3 separate regions of the Mus musculus genome follow, and regions 2 and 3 are each linked to region 1. A link is a contact called in public HiChIP or PLAC-seq data. All regions are on one chromosome and are shown on one strand. Each heading gives the region's core, a stretch centred on a gene start, on an enhancer-like site or on the middle of the called end of the contact. The rest is flanking DNA. Distances are from core to core; before and after follow the strand shown. Region 1 has its middle 11 kb from the start of Gm31384. Region 2 overlaps Cdc14a (CDC14 cell division cycle 14A). Region 3 holds the start of Gpr88 (G-protein coupled receptor 88).

Region 1 (4,520 bases), core at 885-3,384:
TACATGGGAGGGTTTGGAGTGAGGAAGCAGGAAGAAGTGGTTGTAATTATAATACAATCTCAAAAATAAAAGAAAACTCAAACATACACATGCGCGCGCACACACACACACACACACACACACACACACACACACACACACACACAGAATATTATCCTTTTAATGACTGGAGGATCTTTATGTACTCCCCTGCACTAACTTTGGTGACTTGTGTTTTGCTTTCGTTTCCTCTGCCACTGACCTTTGTGCCTTCTTATGATTTCATTTCCCTGCTTTCTTTAGATGGAGCTTGCTATTCTTTTACTAGATTATTTAGAGGAGACCTCACAATGTAGAACCTTTCATAGCTTTAGTATAAGCAGCCGAGGGATAATTGTTCAGGGTAATTAGCTACATGTCACAAACTGTGATGTGCTGTGTTTCATTCTCATTCAATTAAAACATGTACTAAACCCCTGTGTAATTCCTTCTTCTGAAAATGAGTTATTTAAAAGCAGGTCCCAAGTATCTGGGAACTTCCCATTCAGTCATCTCTCTATTAATTAATCTTTAGTTTGATTCCGTTTTAGTCTGGGAACTTACTTCTTATGAATTAAATATTGATGGAATTTGTTGAGGTTTGTAGAGTTGTTCAGAATACAGTCCTTGGAGAATGTTTGATGTGCACTTGTAAACAATTTGTATCCTCTAGCTGTTGAGTAGATGGCATTATAAAAACAATCATGTCTAATCATTTGCTCAACAGTTTTCAAGACTTGTGTATTGTATTTATTCTTAGTCTGTATCGCCTGTCAATCAAAGAGCATTCGGAATTATGCATTGATAATTGTGAGTTTGCCTTTTTCTTTTGTTGAGCCCAAAGGAAAATAAAAAAAAAAAAACCTATCCAAGTGGATACAACCATGAGAAAAGTGAGGCCCAACCATATGGCAGACACCCAATAGAAAACAGCCAGAGATAGATCCTGCTGTTGTCAGGAATAGTGACAGCCCTAAACTAGAAATTACCTAATAGTTCATCCAAAAGTGAATGGCTGTATCTGTGCAGAGGGAAATGACACAGCCTCAGAAAGTAATGAACCCTGAAAACCCAAGACAACGTAAACCTCCTTACTTTAATGAACAAATGGGAACCAGACCAAAAGGAAAACATAAACGAGTAGCATATGTCTATTAAAATTTGGTGGCTGTGTGTAGTGTCTCCTATGTGCAATCCCAGCATTCAAGAGACTAAGGCTGGAGGATGCGTTTACCTGAGCTATATGGTGAAATCTAGGTCACCCTGGGCTACATGCTGCGTCCTAGGTCAGTATGGGCTACAGTGTAATGGTCAGATTACGTTACTTAAATAATAATAAATTAATAATAAATTAAAACTAATCTATAGTGAAGTTATATGTCAGCAATTGCTTTGGGATGGATGGATGGAAAGCATGGAAGCATTAATTGCAAAGACCTATGAAGAAACTCCTTCCCTCCCTCCCTCCCTCCCTCCCTCCCTCCCTTCCTTCCTTCCTTCCTTCCTTCCTTCCTTCCTTCCTTCCTTCCTCCTTCCCTCCCTTCCTTCTTCCTTTCTTTCTTGTATGTGGGGACTGCATGCCACAGAGTGTTTAGGGAGGTCAGAGAACAACTTGCCGGAGTTAGTTCTTTCCTTCGACTATGCGGGAATCAAACTCAGGTTGTCAGGGTTTGCAGCGCCTTTATCTGCCGAGTCGTCTAGCTGGCCCCAGTAACGTGTGTGTGTGTGTGTGTGTGTGTGTGTGTGTGTGTGTGTGTGTGTGTGTGATTTTATTTTAGATAATTTCCTTTTGTATTTAGCTCTAACCAAGGCCCCGGTAGCGTAGCTGGTTTTCGTCATTGCTTAATCAACCTTAACAGACTTGAGAAGTAAAATAAAAGACAAATGAGTCCCCAAACCAGTTTATAGTGACTGCTGGATTCCTTTATCACTGTTCTTCGCTGCTCAGGAAGTGAGGCATTTGTATTGTCCTTTGAAATGGCATTTGCTTTAGTCATGGGCGTTTGTGAGAACCTTACTTCTAAAAAATCAAAATGCACACAGTGCCCTGTGAGGCTCTGCGGCCGGCCCCTGAAGCGCAAGCTTGGTGACTGATGTGCGGGTCTTGCTTGAGGTTTTTGACAAATTAGATTCCGGCTCCTAGCGAAGGGCAATGCTATTGGCGGAGAGCCCCGTGTCATTTGCAATGCGTTCTTCATTGGCAGGGCCTCTCAGAGGCATTGTGGACATCAGAGCAAGCTGATTATGTAAATGAAAAGGCACAGTTTTAATCTTTGAACAGAAGAGAATAATAAAATGGCATTGACTTCGTGGGGTTGCGAGAAAGATGCTGTGAATCACTCCGGAATTGAATTGTATTGTGCAAAATTTCAACTAACTTTCTCAAGTGAAAGTTTCAATCTTGAGGAAAAAGAATTTTGAAAGCAACATTGTATAATTAAAGAATGTTATGACTACTTTTATTTAACTCAACTTGCATTCAATTAAAATGCACCTAATTGCCTGGATGTTGAATGCTGTCACGCTGGAAAACGAACAAAGACTGCTATTAAATACAGAACTTCAAACAACTGATAAAAAAAACAAACATTATTATTTTGGCTTGGGACCGTATATGCTGCTTAAAAGTTTAAGGGCACAGCCATGAATCAGTGAAAGACAGAGTAATGGGTTCTAAGAAATGTGGCACTGTATAGTTCCATCGCTGTGCAAATGTGGACTATGCACACATAAACCTGGACAGTATGGTCCAGAACTCACTCAGGCTGCAAAGCTTTTCAGAGAGTTACTGTACTGAATACTGGGCTGCAGGCCATTACATCACAATTGTGTCTGTATGCCCAAATATAGCTAAAATCAGAAAGGATGCAGTAAAAATATAGTATGAAAGATACAAAATGGTACAGCTGTGTGGGGCACTTAGGATGACAGAGTTTGTAGACCTGGAAGTTGCCATGACCAAGGGAGTGAGGGGTGAAGAGGTGAGATGGTGGATGGGAAGATAGGATATTCCTGTCCATTGAGCCACAAATAGACTGCACTAACCTTACTTCATATTTCTCTTCAGTAGTCAATTAAACTTAGTTTATTCTAACTTGTTACTTTACAAAACACGTTTGTTTTTGTTTTTGTTTCTGTTTTTGTTTTGTTTTGAGCCAAGGTTTCTCTGTGTCATATCCTAGAATTTTTTACTCTGTAGACCAGGACAGCCTCAGACTTACATATATCTGCCTGCCTCTGCCTCCTAAGTACTGGGATTAAAGGCATGCAAAACCCTTATTTATTACTAAAAATAAACCATGATTTGTTTTAATAATACAGCTTAAACACATTAACTCTAAAAATATTTTTCTTCATATTATGACTTACACGATTTTTAAAAATGTAGCCATTTATTTTCCGCTATTGTTAAAAGTCCAAGACATTAACTGCAAAATCCAAGGCTCTCCCAAGGCATGGATCACCAGTGTGATGTCTTCAGGTTCACCTTTCATGCCACTGGAGGATGAGAAGCAACGTGGATGGAGCTGGTCCCACCTATAATAAGGCCTCCTTCTGGCTACCTTCTGAAGGGTATGAAGGACCAGTCTAGAGATGTTTCACAGTTAACAATTTTTAAAATAAGTAAGAATATACTCTAAAATAAGAATATCATTGAAAACATCTAATAAATAGTCACCTATCATATCGAGAGGGAGGGAGGAAGAGAGGGAGAGAGAGAGAGAGAGAGAGAGAGGGAGGGAGAGAGAGAGAGAATGAGAATGATGATGATGCTCAGCTCTGGCACTGCAGTAGGCATGTCTGCATCAACATATAAGGAATGCTTTGTGCTATGACTTAACAGTAGCTCTGACATAAGTACAACAGGAAATTTTCAGTCATGATATTGCATATGTACACTTTTAAGTATGTAGCCTACCACTGACTGATCGTCTTTATGTACTGTCTGACTGTGCCCAAATAAAATCCATCTAGAGAAAAGAAGACCCTAGAAGTTGCTTTTCACTGTTGTTTCTGTTGTCAGGTTGCCAAGATATCTCTCTCTCTCTCTCTCTCTCTCTCTCTCTCTCTCTCTCTCTCTCTCTCTCTCTTATTGGAAGGAGGGTCGAACAAAGAAAAAGGATGGAAATATGATTGATGCCAATGTTCTATCCAAGGTGAGGCAGAGGATTGTGGGGGTGCAGTACAGTGTACCAAACTATTTATTCCAGTAAATTTGGAAGAACTAGAGAATCATAAAGGCTAACACTCCCTCTCTGGGCAGTGGGAGCTTTGTAGAGCACACATGAGCTGAGAGCTTTCTGGGTGTGATGTGGAAGCAGTAACAGCACTAGGAAAGAGGTTGGAAGGATGGAGTAGGTCAGGGGTGCCTAGAAACAGTCAGAAAAACACAGTGATACTGAGGACAAGGTACACTGAGAATGTCTGCCATCTTCCAAAGTTAATAACATAATGTGTACCAAGAATGTGGAGGCCATTCTGTATCACCCAAATTGAACAGA
Region 2 (4,520 bases), core at 942-3,441, 200 kb before region 1:
TGCGGCTGATTTAATCTGCACTCCCACCCAGTGAATTAGATAGTATCTCTATATGGTGCTGAGGGTGTTTCAGAGATGGGCTGACTTCAGTTTTAGAGCATGATGCGATTTGTCTGATCCCAAACTCATGCTTTTTTTTTTTTTTTTTCCTATTGTTCTCTGCTTTCTCTGAAGTAGCAGGAAATGACTTACGATGGATTCGGAGTCTGAGCATTTGGGGAGCTGGAAGCTACTGTGCTAGTGTCATTTGTTCTAGTTCTCCTCTGTGGATAAGAAATGAGAGATCCAAAATGGGATGTGCCCAGGGGTCTTGAATTATTTAATAGCAGACTCACTTTCAGAACTGGGCATCCAATGCTTAGTTTAGGTGACTCTTCCTCCCCTAGGCCCCAAGAAAGGGCCTGTAGCCCAGGCTAACCTTGAAAGTCATGATGATCCACCTGCCTCAGTCACCTAAATGCTGGGATTGCAGTCACAAGCCATCACGCCTGACCCTAGTTCAGCTCTTTGTGTAACATCGTGTCTGAAATAAAGCTAAGGACTTGGGTTATGTTTTTATATTCCTAAAGAGGTAAAAGAGGGCTGGGGAGACAGGCCAGTGGATAAAGCTGTTGTCTTGATAGTGTGAGAACCGGAGTTAATTCCCGCAGAGACCAAGGAAAAACTGGGCAAGTGTGGTAGCTGCCTATAATCTCAGAATAGGAGAGGCCATGGCAGGGGATCCCCAGGGCAAGCTGGCTAGCCAGAGTCGAAGTAAGAGACCCTTCCTCAGCCATTAAAGTGGAGAGTAATCAAGGAGGACACTTGATGGCAATCTGGAACATATCACATTTATACACATGTGTATGTATATGCATGTACCCACCCATATACATGCACAGGCACGCACACACATGCAGTGCACATGTGCATCCTCACACCCATGCAGAAAAGAAAGAGCCTGGGGAAATATTTAAGCAACAAGTGTAGATCTACATTACCTTAGCTGGATATCCATCGACCCAGACCAGAGTCTTGCGGAAATTTGCCCCGCAGGAGCCCCATGGATGGCATACAGAGGTGTCTCAAGCCAATGCTTGCTACCCTCCAGAGGCTTCTTCTAGTCAGAAAGACATGAGAGCTTGTCGAGGAGAGGGAGAGCTTCACTCTAGGACACAGGATAGAGACTGCTGAAGGAGCTGGGGACCTATCTTCTGGATCCTAGGCCGGGCATTCCCGTGTCCTCAGGGAATGGTAGCCCCTCTGCTCCTGAGGGCTATCTCATGATCGAACCACTCCACCAAGAGGCCCCCGCCAAATACCATCACTGTGGGATGTTTGGACTTCGACATAGAAACTCTGGGGAATATATTCAAATATGTAAATTTGTTAGGGCCCATCAGTCTTTATGTCATTTTAGCTATTGGTGAGTGCTAATGTTTGTACTGTTAGAGTAAGGAAATCAAGACAAACAACCAAACCAAACTGAAACCCCTCAGGTGCCAGAGTACAATGGGATAACAGCCACTTCATCTGGCAAGGATCACGTTAGGAAGGAAGGGCTTATGTTGGCTCACGATTTGAGGGGGGCAGAGTCCATCACTGCAGGGCAGGCATGGCACTGGGTGCTTCCATAGCAGTGAGAGCATGTGGTAGCTAGCTATCTCATGTCATAGCCAGTTGGAAGCAGAGGAACAAGGCTTAGAAGATGGGCAGGGCTCTAAAGCTCAAATCCCGGGGTCCTCCATCCCTCTCAGTAGCCTGCTTCTGCTAGGCAGGCTTTGCCTCCTGAAATTTTCACATCCTTCCAAACCAGTCTTACCAGCTGGGGACCAAGTGTGCAGACACAGGACTGTGCTTTGTGCCCGTGCCATAATAGATGACATCGTCCTACACAGGGGCTTGTTTGTGGCTTTTGGACCACTTCATACACAGTTGATGCCTTTTACAACGAACACTTCTGGACTTTTCTGTAAATGAATTGAAAGCAGAGAATCTCAATTCCATTTGGATTTGTGGCTCTACAGTACTTTTCTTGTGATTGCTTATTAAGGAGCACTGTAATGACAGGGTTAGAACATCCAAATACAAGAAAAACAGTAACCGGAAAGGCTGGGGCTTTCTGGTGAATTTCTCAGCACACTCAGAACTGTGAGGAGTCTTTCAGAGCTGAGGCTGTGCCTTTGTGGAACCTGGCCTTCTGTGCTGTGAATTAACACTCACCACCCACGTGGGGGCAGCGTGTGTCCTCCCCTCTCCCTGCACCCCCCTCCCCATGCTCCTGCAGAGCTGGGAACTTTTCTCCCACGCTGAGGTTTTTAACTTATTCCCATCGCGGTGTTTGATCCCTGGGCTGCACAGCCTTAGTAAATGCTACTTGAATGAACAAAGAAAGCTTAGCATTTCAGACCCAAGAATAGACGAGAACAGACACGTGAGATGGACCCGATCCAAATGGTGCGATGATGTCACATGCTCAAACGCAAACCGATGCCCAAAATAAGGATTCGGTATGGCATCCAGGGGCATAAGAAGCCGAGAAGGTGGCCAGAAGAAAGAATGTGAAGAGCTGTATTTAAAGACAAATATTTGAGCTAAACTAGGAGTTTAGTGGTGACAACCAAATAGGTAGTATCCACTGTGTGCCAGGAACCATTTTAAGCACCTTACATGGACTAACCCCTGATATGCCATATGGCAAGACCCTTTAAGATACACATATTGGAGGAAGAGAAGGGCAGGCAGCTGCCTGAGGTCACACATAGGTCGTATGTATTGAGTTGTTCTTTGAGCATAGGCACACTGGTTCACAGATTGTACCTTTCCATTAGTCTACTCTGTGGTTCTAATACATCACTCTTTGTGACTTAAAACAAGACCCTGGTCAGCTCCACCTCTGAGAAGTCTCTCAGAGTCACAGTAAGCTCAGTGATTCATTTAGCTCCTCCAGGGTTCTAGTTCAGCAACAATCTCCCAGCCAGTGGATGCTCGTGTCTTAGAGATGTTGTTCCCTAGATGCAGATGCTGCTAATGTCCAGCCAACTCCTTGTGAATTGGTAGCTGAGCAGCTAAGAAGGTAATGCTGCACCTTTGAGAATCCCATCTTCTATCTCCAAGGCTTTACTTTCAAGTATCTTGCTTCCACCCTCAGGATGGAGAGGTGTTCCCAGGGGAACGCCACCAAGAGCCACCAGAGGCTTTCGGGAGAGTAGTGGCAGCACCTGGGTTCAGAGTGTGGGGTGCCTCTTCTGGCTTTAGTTTAGAAGGTGTGTTGGGGCCCACAGAAGACTGGAATAAAGGGCCAGGGTGTTGGTGATGGGGAAGAGGTCCAACTCTCAAAGGTGCAGGCCAATGCAGTGTGAGATCAAACAAACCCAAACTAAGTCACCTTCCTTCTCCTGTCCCTTCCTCTTTCCTCCCATTTCTCCTCTTCCTCCTGCCTTTCTTTACCTTTGGTGGTGCTGGGACGAAACCCAGAGCCTTGCATATCCTAAACAAGTGCTCAGGCTCTACCATGATAGCTACAGCTCCAACCTCTGAAATCTACTCTCCCTTCTGATCTCAGGAACTTATTGTGAAGATTTCTTTGTCTTCCCCTAACTTTGACGTTGTACAGGTTCAACGTCCAAACACTGAGAAGAACTTTGGCACCAGTGCCCCATCCACCTTTTCTATTTAAATTGTTTGAATTTGCTACCAATTCACTTCCCATATTTGCCTTCCAATCCTGTGACTTCTGTTTTCACTCATCCCTGTTTCAAACTCCTATGCCACATTTTTTCCTAGAATCTCTCATCTTTATTCCCTAAGGTGCTATATTTTATCTGAGTTCTTTTCATAATGGCACAGTCAACAACCTCCCTGCTAGCATATTCTACTACCATTTTTATTAATGTGTTGTCCAGTCATTACTTTATCTAACTAAAAGCTATGGACACTATTTTATAATAATAATTATTATTATTATTATCTGCATAGGACATTGGAATAAAATATAGTTCATTGCCTTTAGGTGGGGCCAAGGAGTGAGAGTCTCCCTCAGGGTCAGGTTTGTTTGTCATTGATCTCAAAGAGCCTGTGGGTCAACTAGCGTGAGAGAAAAATGTGCTGTGGTATGGTCAGAAAGAGCCTCGAGGTTGGCTTCTCCACATATGTCATTTGTCACATGGTCTTCCATGCCACACCTCCCCCCACTGTGGTAGACTGGGATTCCTCTGAAACTGTGAGCCCAAGTGAGACTTTCTTCCATTAAAAGGATTCTGTTGGGCATTTTAATCTCACAACTGATACCACACCTTAATGGCATCTCGTGGGCAACACCTTTAAACCAACTCCTGCCGACCAATCCCCTGGACTGCTTTGATGCCTCTCTGGTGTCTAGAGTTGAATTCTCTAATGAGTTCTACCTGAAGTTCCCACCCTCACCACAGGCTTCTGTGACTTAATTATATTAGAGACTTGATTTCCTTACACATGTAGCTGTGCCCATGTGTTTAACTCTGCAGCTCAGGAGGTAAAGATCTGTTTCCAGACAGTTTTGT
Region 3 (4,520 bases), core at 608-3,107, 150 kb before region 1:
CAAGGTTGGACTGGGAGAGGTTCATGACTCATGGCCAGGGACCTCACTCCATGTGAACGAAGGAGGTCTGTACCAAGCAGTGCCAGAGAGGAGACAGGTTAAATGTGTGAACAGGGATTTAGAAAAAGTCCAGAAGGAAAGGGCCTTTGACATCACTGAGTGGACGCTTCTTGCTAGCAAGGCAGGAATAATCTGCCAAGGCTAACTGAAGGATGCCTTTCTTAGAATTCAGGACACCTGGAACTCCACACACCAGTCTTCTCTTTTATGTTAAATTTGTAAGTAAACAACCTTTGGTTGTTGTTGTTGGGGTGTTGGGTGTACCTTTCGGGGAGAAGTTCCCAAGTGCACAGGGAAACCAACACTTGTACCAAAGCAGATTTGAGTCCTGAGTGTGAGTCTCCATGACATCCCATATCATGAAAAGCTCAGAGGTCCTTCTCATTCATCCTATGGAGTCTTCAGGGAAATTGCTTTTCCCCAACACCCACTATTCAAAAATAGGCTTTAAACTTTAGTTTAATAATCACAGCAGGCCTGAATAAAAGTTGCTGAGTGTGTTCTGGGGACAGGGTGCAGTAAAGTGCCTGACAAACAAGTATCAGTCCTGAGTTCAGATCCAAAGTGCGCACATAAAAAGCCAGGCATGGTGGCACATATCAGTAATCCCAGCTCTGGGAGAGCAGGAACAGAAGATTCTTGGAGATCAGTGGCCAGCCAGCCTAGCAAAAGCCGTGCAGGTTCAGAGAGAAAGAGAGAGAGAGAGAGAGAGAGAGAGAGAGAGAGAGAGAGAGAGAGAGGAAGAAGGAGGAGGAGGAGGAGAGGGATCACCACACAGTTCCTACTCAGCACACACACAACTTCCCAGTTGTCATATCTTCCATTACATTGGCTCATTTGTCACAATCGATGAAGCATCCTGACACGTTTACATTGACCCCATAATTTACACACAGGTTCTCTGGGTGTTTATCTAGTAGGTTTGGACAAACGTACAGTGATGTTTTCCACCATCAGAGTACCATCCAGAGTAGTTTCCCTGCCCTGTATTCCACCTCCCGGTCCCTAGCCCCCCCCCCCCCCCTCCCGACAGCTGGTGGTCCCTGCAGTTTTACGTTTCCCAGTATGGAATACAGTTGGGCTTGGGCAGTGCGCAGCCTTTTCAGATGCTTCTTTTGCTTAATAACAAGCATTTCCGGTTTCCTTAGGTGTTTTATGTCTTGACAGATGATTCCTCTTCATTGCTAACTGGTGTTCCATTGTCTAGCTGGACGATGGACTCCATCTTTAGATCGCCTGACTATGGTACTCACACTTCTCTCATCCCGCCGAAACACAAGCCAAGAGGAGAGGTGTCTAGCGATGGGAAAAGGAATTGAAATTATGATTTGAGCTAAGGCTCGCATATTTTCTGTAGCTAATTACTCATGTCCCACTTTGCCAAGGGTGTGTGTGTGTGTGTGTGTGTGTGTGTGTGTGTGTATGTGGCTGAATTTCAATTCAAATGTAAGGTAATTTTCTCTGAAATTGTACTGGGGTATATTTATCTCTGAGAAAAGAAGTCTTACCTCCAGGATGATTCAGATGGAGATGAAATTTTACTCTAACATTTAAAGGAGAGGAAAAAAAGGAAGGAAAGAAAAAAAAATCAGGCAGAGTGAAAAATGAGACAGAATGGAGAGAGAGAGAGAGAGAGAGAGAGAGAGAGAGAGAGAGAGAGAGATTTGTTAACCACAGGATTCTCTGAAAAAGGTATTTTTCTCTTTTACAAGTTAGCAGTTACTGAATAATTCATGAAGCAGGGAAAGGCTGTCTTCTCCCTGGGTGATGGATAACTGAGCAGGAGAGGCTCCAAGTGGGTTTGCCACATCAGCCAGCGCTCTTGCTTGGAGCACAGGGTGCGCTCCTCTCCAGCTCAGTTTCTTCTGCTCTTGTAGCCAGGCATCTTCGCTGCTGCTGCCTGCCTGCCCACCCTTCTGGGCTTGCAGCCTACCGCTTGACTTTCTCCAATTCTACTGCCAGCTGAGGAGACTCCCCACAGCTGTTGGCTCCTGCCTGGGACCATGTGTGGGGATGCTGCACGGGAGAAGCAAGGCGCTTGCTCCTGGCACGGGTCCCAGCTCAGTTTCTCCTGTTGACTTCTGGACCACAGATGCTGCTGCCGAGGAGGTATTTCCTGGCATCTCTCCCTCTGCTATCACCAGCTAAGGACTGGCCCCAAATCAAGGTACCTCTACTCCCTCTCTTTGGCGTTTTTCCCAGCTAGGAGATATCTACTTTCTCTCGGTAAAGAGAGCTCCGGCTGGCAACACACATTCCCAACTCGTGTGTGTGTGTGTGTGTGTGTGTGTGTGTGTGTGTGTGTGTGTGTTTGGGGAAACTGTCCTAGGTGTGGATATGACCTTAGGGCTTCCCTGCTGCTTGCTGAGTGTAAAGCGGACCTTCTCTGTCATCGGAGACATTTCTGAGGCAGGCACCTGTCATCTGCCACCCCCGTTCTCCTGTTCTTTTTCACCTCCCTCCCTTCTCCCCCTCCTCCAGCCCATTATTCGGCTTCAGCCTTTTGTGTCGGTGACAGCGGGCTGAAGAAATGTTTTTGCCCTCCCAGCAGGCAAGTGCCAGGATGGGCCACGCTACACGAAGCCAACGCTAGGGCGCGAGGTGTGAAGAGTTGGCCAGAATGACCAACTCCTCCTCCACTTCGACCTCCACCACTACCGGGGGATCGCTGCTGCTGCTCTGCGAGGAAGAAGAATCGTGGGCGGGCCGGCGGATCCCGGTGTCTCTCCTGTACTCGGGCCTGGCCATCGGGGGCACGCTGGCCAACGGTATGGTCATCTATCTCGTGTCGTCCTTCCGAAAGCTGCAGACCACCAGCAACGCCTTCATCGTGAATGGCTGCGCCGCGGATCTCAGCGTCTGCGCCCTCTGGATGCCACAGGAGGCGGTGCTGGGGCTCCTGCCCTCGGGCTCCGCGGAGCCCCCGGGGGACTGGGACGGTGGCGGAGGCAGCTACCGCCTGCTCCGGGGCGGGTTGTTGGGCCTCGGGCTCACTGTGTCCCTTCTGTCCCATTGCCTCGTGGCGCTGAACCGCTACCTGCTCATCACCAGGGCGCCTGCCACCTACCAGGTGCTCTACCAACGGCGCCACACGGTGGGCATGCTGGCACTGTCCTGGGCGCTCGCCTTGGGTCTGGTGCTGCTGCTCCCGCCCTGGGCTCCTAAGCCCGGAGCCGAGCCACCGCAAGTCCACTACCCCGCGCTCCTGGCGGCGGGAGCGCTGCTTGCGCAGACGGCGCTGCTGTTGCACTGCTACCTGGGCATCGTGCGCCGCGTGCGCGTCAGCGTCAAGCGGGTCAGCGTGCTCAACTTCCACCTGCTGCACCAGCTACCCGGCTGCGCCGCCGCCGCCGCCGCCTTCCCCGCCGCCCCGCACGCGCCGGGTCCGGGAGGCGCCGCGCATCCCGCGCAGCCTCAACCCCTGCCGGCCGCTCTGCAGCCTCGCCGGGCGCAGCGGCGTCTCAGCGGCTTGTCGGTGCTGCTGCTCTGCTGCGTCTTCCTGCTGGCCACGCAGCCGCTGGTGTGGGTGAGCCTGGCCAGTGGCTTCTCCCTCCCGGTGCCCTGGGGCGTGCAGGCGGCCAGCTGGCTCCTGTGCTGCGCCCTGTCGGCGCTCAACCCGCTGCTCTACACGTGGAGGAACGAGGAGTTCCGCAGATCCGTGCGATCTGTCCTGCCGGGCGTCGGGGACGCGGCTGCGGCCGCCGCGGCCGCCACCGCGGTGCCAGCCATGTCCCAGGCGCAACTGGGTACCCGGGCGGCTGGCCAGCACTGGTAACACACCTTGCTTGGAGAGGCTTCCTAAGCCACCTGCCGCACTGCCTCCTTCTTTTGTAAGCTATCCCCAGCCCCAGGGAAGATCCCAGTGGAGAACATTTTGCCTTCCTCCCCAGTGCAATACCAGAACCAAGGTCTTCCCCTAAAGGGAGTCCCAATTGTGTGCGGCCATTGACGTTTACCCTTTTGTTTCTGTGTTTTAAAGACACCCGTGGGTCCATCCAGACACTCAGACTGCAAGGACTTGTAAACTGGCATTTTTAGAGAACCAGTTAATTTATTTCAAGTTTGCTTTTGAAAAAGAGCTTTCATATCATAACGTACAACCCTTCCAACCTCCACCGTCTTATATACGAAGCGCCTTGAGTGTGTGTGTGCATGAGCCAAAGGGAATACCGTTGATGAAGAGACTGTGTGTAGATAGTATCCTAACCACACTTTCTTCTGTTAGAGTTTAGTCTTTGTATATTGACCTGGAAGAGTGAAACCACAGGTGTGTACACCGTCGTGAGTTGCCACTGAGACCTCAGGCCCTTTATTCTTAAAAGGGCTTTTTTTATTGAGTCATTTTTGAAATGAGATTGACTCTCAGCCAGTGAGGAAACAAACCAAATTTATTATTTTACTCTCCTCTCTATTTATTTCTAAGGTGGAAAGCTACCGTCGAGTGTTAAAGCGAAAAAATG

Evidence for each region. HiChIP or PLAC-seq counts read pairs in DNA pulled down with a chosen protein or histone mark.
Region 2: an H3K4me3 HiChIP or PLAC-seq map of forebrain shows a contact between it and region 1, with 4 times the contacts expected there. The contact joins two enhancer-like sites. A contact is called at or near these places in 1 of 15 datasets of contacts at CTCF or cohesin (the NIH/3T3 cell line), 4 of 484 Hi-C or Micro-C datasets (bone marrow-derived macrophages, embryonic fibroblasts and nephron progenitors), 4 of 115 datasets of contacts at active chromatin or transcription factors (the NIH/3T3 cell line, embryonic fibroblasts, extraembryonic endoderm stem cells and 1 more) and 3 of 9 other capture datasets (adipose tissue, liver and pancreatic islet).
Region 3: a contact with region 1 is called in an H3K4me3 HiChIP or PLAC-seq map of forebrain, with 2.8 times the contacts expected there. The contact joins the promoter of Gpr88 here to the enhancer-like site in region 1. A contact is called at or near these places in 1 of 39 promoter capture datasets (macrophages), 1 of 15 datasets of contacts at CTCF or cohesin (the NIH/3T3 cell line), 3 of 484 Hi-C or Micro-C datasets (bone marrow-derived macrophages, embryonic stem cells and muscle stem cells), 8 of 115 datasets of contacts at active chromatin or transcription factors (the NIH/3T3 cell line, cardiomyocytes, craniofacial prominence and 5 more) and 5 of 9 other capture datasets (adipose tissue, embryonic stem cells, liver and 2 more).

Annotation. Positions count from the first base shown.
Region 1 is chr3:116,102,670-116,107,189 of GRCm38.p6, reverse strand. No RefSeq gene overlaps it. Among named protein-coding and RNA genes, the nearest start is that of Gm31384, 11 kb to the right of the region's middle. Within about 2 kb of position 2,134, at least 79 of the 459 cell types and tissues checked have an H3K27ac peak or open chromatin away from gene starts, as enhancers often do. A contact at or near this core is called in craniofacial prominence, forebrain and neural tube, where this site is marked.
Region 2 is chr3:116,302,887-116,307,406 of GRCm38.p6, reverse strand. All of the region lies in intron 11 of Cdc14a (CDC14 cell division cycle 14A), which reads left to right. Among named protein-coding and RNA genes, the nearest start is that of Gm46839, 47 kb to the right of the region's middle. Within about 2 kb of position 2,191, at least 19 of the 459 cell types and tissues checked have an H3K27ac peak or open chromatin away from gene starts, as enhancers often do. A contact at or near this core is called in forebrain, where this site is marked.
Region 3 is chr3:116,250,821-116,255,340 of GRCm38.p6, reverse strand. Gpr88 (G-protein coupled receptor 88) reads left to right here and starts at 1,857. Exons shown (of 2, transcript NM_022427.2): 1 at 1,857-2,227; 2 at 2,609-4,520. The coding sequence starts at 2,681. The coding sequence ends at 3,835.